Linked DNA regions of Rattus norvegicus: region 1 is linked to region 2. A link is a contact called in public Hi-C data. All regions are on one chromosome and are shown on one strand. The core of a region is the stretch at or near the end of the contact, and the rest is flanking DNA. Distances in the headings are between cores, read along the strand shown.

Region 1 (2,920 bases), core at 33-2,532, 190 kb after region 2:
CCTAAGCTGAGAGCTCTCGGTTTTGGTAGCTGTTGTCACCAGGGAGGGGCACACACGATGCTAAGGATTTGACAGAAAGAGCATGTCAACCTGCCCTGTTCCCCAGCTCGCTGACTTTTAACCGCCCCCCCAATTTGTCACCTGTGTCCCCAGAGCGAATTGAGAGCCTCACTACCTCTTCACCGTAAGATCTGAGTTACCTGAAGCCAGTTTTCTTTTCCTTTTTAAAAAATATTTATTTATTTGATGTATGTGAGTACACTGTAGCTGTCTTCACACACATCAGAAGAGGGCATTAGATGCCGTTACAGATGGTTGTGAGCCAGGTGTCCCAGAACCCTATGTCCCGGCCAGCAGTCAGGCAGTCATCATGTGCGGTGCCATTGCTCCGGACCTCCCTTCCCAGCGTGAGGCTTACATAGACTGCACGCAGCCACCTCGAAAAGGAAACCCCTGAGGAACTGCACTTGCCTGCCGGAGAAAAACCAGGAGACTTGAACGGAGTTACAACCCACTGGAACGGCAAAAACAAAAGAATATAGTGCAGTATAAATAATAACACCCAGGGGGCTGGAGAGATGGCTCAGCGGTTAAGAGCAGTGGCTGGTCTTCCAGAGGTCCTGAGTTCAATTCCCAGCAACCACACGGTGGCTCACGACCATCTGTAATGGGATCCGATGCCCTCTTCTGGCGTGTCAGCGACATGATACCCATATAAATAACAACAGCACGGCAAACTAGGGATGGACTCCTTAAGCTCCGGACTTGGACTTCAGTCATTATAGATTGCTGGGGACTGGCTAGCTAGCTCAGGGGCAAGCTGAGAGGTCCTGCTTCATTTTACTCTAAGGGAGAGTCTCTGTGACAGGACTTCTGGCCTTAGCTGGTCTTGAACTCACCGTGTAGCTGAGGCTGACCTTGAACTTGTGATCCTCCTGTCTCCATCCCCTTAGTATGGAGATTATATGTATTGCATGCCTTAGCCACCAAATCCAGCTGATACGGTGCTTGAGCCTAAACCCAGAGCCTCACATACAGGCACCAAACAGATATACCCTCAACCACTAAGGGACAGCTCTGCTGGCCCCTACTTACCTGTCACAACTTGTCACCAGAGGTCTGTGTCTCACCTGCAGACAGTCACCATGGAGGGAGAACAGACCTGCAAGGAGGAAGTCCCCAGGAAGGCTGAAGCCTGGAGAGGACTCTGTCCTTTGGCAGCTGAAAGCCCAGCAGTAGACCAACTGCAGGCTGAGCAGCAGGTGAGCAGCCCAGAAGAGCATGCTGGCCAGCCGTCGTCCCTCTGCCCAGCATGGCTGAGCACAGCTCTGACGAGGGCTGCTTAAGTGCCGTGAAGGACAGCTGCCCAGGCGCGTTTTTGTAACTTCATGCCCTTGAAAGGGGAGGGACTGGAGCCCAGTTGTGGAAAGGCTGTGGGTCTTCCGGACTGTGGTCTCTCTCAGGAACTGGGCAGGGCCAGGACATGGATGGAAACCAGGTGGATCCCTGAGACCCCCTCCCCTGGATAGTTGTGGTTTTTGTCCTTGTTCAGGCTCACCGGTCTCAGGAAGTGAGCCCTGCTGGTTTTCATGGAGGATAGGGAGGGCTGGGGCACTGAAGGTCAGGCTTACTGTCAGGGAGCTGGTTTGTTTGTTTGTTTGTTTGTAAGTGTTCTCTTGCTCTGTCACCCAGGCTGTCTTTGAACATCAGAGCTCAAACCATCCTCCTACTTCATTCACAGGAGTAACTGAGCTTACTGCTGGCTTGTGTCAACACAAGTTACAGAACATAGTAAACCTCGCGTAGTAAACCTGAAACCAGGCTTCGCGACGACCGCAGTATTCAGACATTCAAAGTGTGAGCTAATCATCACGGTTTAACCTTGTTGTCCAGGATTGTTCCCATCTGCCAGAAGACAAATGTATGCAAACCCAACATATACAAATGGACCGGATTTGCCAATCCTGGAGGGTTTTTTTTTTTCTTTTCTGCAAAAAGAAAAAAAAAATCCCAGGTGGATTTCCTGAGAGGTGGCCTGGTGGTTAAATCCAAAGGGGTTTGGCTCCCCCGTCTCCAACCGGCCAGGGTGGGCTTTTGCATAATGTAAATGGGGCTCCGGGTGGGACCTCCAAGCTTCCCTCCTGCAGCTGAGGGGTGAGGTCCCTGATGATGTGCTGCAGACACCGGCCGGGAGGGGGCGCGAGCCGCACCGCACGTCTTCCGCTAGGGGGCGGGGCGACACGATCTCGCGAGATCGTCCCGCCGGAGGGGTTCCGGGCCAAGTATGGCGGAATCAGAGGTGATGCTCCGGCGGGTTCCGAGTCGCTCTTCCTGGCAGCGGGTCCGCAAAGCCCGGCCCCATCTCCTCCTCAGCCGTCGGGGCCGTCGCCGGTTTGGGGTCCTCACCCGGGGTGAGCTGCGTCGCCTGCGACGGCGGCTGCTACGGGCGCACGCTTTGGGCGGGGACTGGAAGCTAGGTGTCCCCGCGGGCGCGCACGTGGCGGTAAAGTGCAAAATCCGAACCCGCAGCCGGCCGGGGTCCCGCAGCCAGCCCACGCCGAGCGTCCCGCCCGTGCCCTGCACCCGGGTCGGGTCATGCAGCCTGCTCAATCCCCGAAACCATTCCACGCCCCAAAGCCGGGCCGGGCGCCGGGTCCTAAAGGTGTCGCCGAACATCACCCAACCCACGTTGGACTTAGGCTCGGGCCGCGTGTTGCTGATGCTACCGCCCGGAGAGGTGAGTCGCCCGCGAGACACTGTTGGTGACCTGACCATTACGGTCCTCACTCCTATCCTCAGGATGCAGGTGGGAGGCAAGTCCATCCTCATCCTCCTGCTCCGGAGCCTGGAGACCTGCGAGCTATTAATGGGTTGGGTTTACTGGCACGTAAGCCGCCAGGGTTTCTAGGTGTTGGAAACC
Region 2 (2,967 bases), core at 440-2,939:
AGCACACAAGCTACCTCTTTTCAAAAGGCATGTGGGCGACAAGGGTGTCTACGCTCCCTATTCTGGATAGAAAGGCATATGGCTTCTCCTCACGCAGCCAACATGAATACAATTTGAGAGAATTAGAAAAAGTCAAGGTAACAGGCTCACTAAATATGGCTGACTGGGAAACCGGAGCCATAAGGAGGATCTGAGTTCTCTCAACAAAAAGAAAAAAAAAAAGAATTGGGAAGTTTATTTCCAAGAAAGATTCAAAGACTTCTTGAGAGTGGGACGCATAAAGTCTGGTTGTTTCTGCTCAGAAGACAGGAATCAGAACACCAAATTCAAGGGCACAGGACCCTTTTCCCAGCGGGATAGTGTTAACTGGTGAAGGGTGCCCCCTAAGATCCAAAAGTGAACGGGAAGCAATAGATTCTCGTTTTCCAGCAAGAAAGAAGTTAATTCCTGAGGTCCCTTTTCACTCAAGTGGTAGGCACATCGGAAGTCCTGCCTGCCCTACATCTTACTGGGGCGCCCACCCTGGCCCAGACAGGGAACTCCAAGGAGAGAGGCAGACAGCTAGGGAGAGGAGCATTGGAGCGTCCGATTTTCCCAACAAGAAAGAGGGCAACTCGAAGGGTGTTCAGGAAATGAGCTCACCCTAACCCAGGAAAGTGTACGGAAAGAGTACAGATCTGGAAGAAGTGTCTGCCTGCCTATTTAGAAATGACTTCAGAGCTGCACAGGGCCCCACAAGCCACTGGGCGAGCAAAGAAGGAAGAACATGGGTAGCCGAAGGAGTCCCCTTGTCCTGTCAAAAAAGGATAAACCCAGCGTGCAGAGGCTCCGCGGCCCCACGAGAGTCCCCTCATAAAGGGGACAGGCTAACACGGGGAGCCCTCAGTGCTCCGCTAGGATCGGGGTCACGGAAGGTAAAGGGCAAGGCAGTGTGGAGACCCCACCCTCCCTGTAGTGAGGGTGCAAGGGCAAGAGTGGAAGAGCATGCTGTGAGGGGCGGGGAGGCCATGCGAGGCCCCCCGGCCCTGCTGGGGGAGGGGTCGCCCGGGGCCTTGGCCGAGGGGCGCTCGGCACGAGGGGGGCCCCCTGGCGGGGACCCGCGCGGGGACACCCCCACGCCGGCGCTAGGAGGCGCCGCGCGGCCCGAGGGGGGCTGTGGAGGGGAACGTCCGGCCCTGACGCCGCTACGGCCGCCGGCACCGGTGCCCGCGAGCCCCCGCGGCCCGGGAAACTTTCCGCCCCGCGGCCCCCTGACACCCGGACCGGCACGGCGGGGATGCCCCGGGCCGGGTGCGGGAGGCGTCGCGGCTTCTCCTCCTCCTCGCTGGGCCCGGCCCCCGCCCCGCGCGCCCCCCGCCCCGGCCTGCCGCCCCCGGGGCTGGGTGCGGGGCGCTGCGCTCCGCCGGCCCGCGAGTCACCTCAGGACTCGGCCGCGCTCCGCCCCCCCCAACCCCGCCGGCGCCCTCCCCGCGCCCGCCGCGCCCCCGCGCTCGCGCCCCGCGCCGCCGATGCCCGGGATGTCCGGCGCGGCCCCGGGCTCGCCGTGTCGCCGCCACCCTGACAGCCCCGGGCCCTCGCGCTCCGGCTCTCACCTTCCGGCTTGTTTTCGGCAGCCATTTCCCCTCCGCGCGCCACATCCTCCTCCTCCTCGCGACCGGGACCCCGAGCGCGCGCCTCGTACCGCCGCCGCCGCCGGCCCAGCCACCCCGCCGCCGCCGCGCACCCGCCCTGGCCCCGCCCCGCGGCCCACGCACAGCGCCCAATGGATAGCGCGTCTGTCAGTCATCGTTTCCACGACCAATCGGGCCGCACCAGGGGTCTCACTACTCTCCGGGAGGAGCGTCCTATCCACCCAGTCCATTGGCTGATCACCACCGCACCGACTAAAGTGATTGGCCTGGAATAAACGCCCCCTCCCCACCCACTCCCAGGAAAACCCGCCCTCCAGACCTAAACAAAGCTTCCTAGTGGCCAGAGGTCGAAAGAACGGCCCAATCAGGATGAGTCTGACACGGAATATTTCCTCGAGGCCGAGACGTGGTGTTTTGATTGGACGTCACTACAGTGTTTCCCAAGCCGTCCAGACCAATCAAAGGGGGTTCCCGGAACTCGGGAACGGCTGTGGGAAGCCCCGCCCCCCCAGCGTGACCGTCATGAGGAAGGCGCTCGCTCATTGGTGTGTTGGGGCTTTTCCCGCGTGCTCCCGGAGCTGAAGGACGTTCCCGGGGAAGCCGCTGCTGGCGCGTGGGGGTCCCGGTGTCTTCGGAGGACACGCTGGGATCTCTGGGATCCCGCAGCCTGCGGCGCTGGCAGGGGCAGCCCTAGCAAGGGGATACGTAAGGCACCGAGGCGTGCCGGTTCGCGGTGTTCCCGAACCCTTTAGCCGGGAGTCCGGGCGTCGCTGCTCGCCACGGGGGAGGGGCGCACCTCCCGGCAGACCACGCCCCTCAAGCAAATCCCGCCCCTTCCTGGCCTATGAGCCCCGCCCTCTCGGCCGGCGCAGCGTCCCCGCGGCCGCCCTACGCTCCCGCCCGCCTTGCGCTCCTCTGTCCCCTTTTCTAGCGGCTTAAAATACTGAAACTTTATTTTGGTCACGTTGCCCATGTGACCGGCGGAGCCGATGAGTCATAGGTGCCTGTCCCAGGCTGCAGCCGGGGATCTAGGGCTCGGAACGTTCGACCTCGGCTAGCCTAGCCAGTCCCTCCCGGGCTCCCGGCGCTTCTGTCGGGCTCCGGCCTCAGCTCCGCGCAGCTCCACACGGCTCCACATCGGAGGGATTCGCACGCCCCGCAGACACAATCCCCGGCCAGGAGAGCTGCAAAGTACTGCGCCTTCTCGAAAGAAATCGGGGGCTCTGCACGTGGCCAGAAAAAGAGGAGAAAAGGAAAGGAGGGAGGAAGGAAAAGGGCAGAGTGCAAGAATTTCGCACATGGACAGATAAAAGGGAAGGAGAAGAGGGAGGGAAGA

The links. Hi-C and Micro-C count contacts between places; a contact is called where the count stands out from the background.
Region 1: a Hi-C map of hepatocytes shows a contact between it and region 2, with 2.9 times the contacts expected there. The contact joins the promoter of Tas1r1 here to the promoter of Camta1 in region 2. A contact is called at or near these places in 3 of 12 Hi-C or Micro-C datasets (frontal cortex, hepatocytes and kidney).

What each region holds. Positions count from the first base shown.
Region 1 is chr5:167,827,008-167,829,927 of GRCr8, forward strand. Tas1r1 (taste 1 receptor member 1) reads right to left here and starts at 1,283. Exons shown (of 6, transcript NM_053305.1): 1 at 1,096-1,283. The coding sequence starts at 1,283. It overlaps Nol9 (nucleolar protein 9), which reads left to right and starts at 2,262. Exons shown (of 12, transcript NM_001399235.1): 1 at 2,262-2,737. The coding sequence starts at 2,285.
Region 2 is chr5:167,637,751-167,640,717 of GRCr8, forward strand. Camta1 (calmodulin binding transcription activator 1) reads right to left here and starts at 1,690. Exons shown (of 24, transcript NM_001195559.1): 1 at 1,593-1,690. The coding sequence starts at 1,637.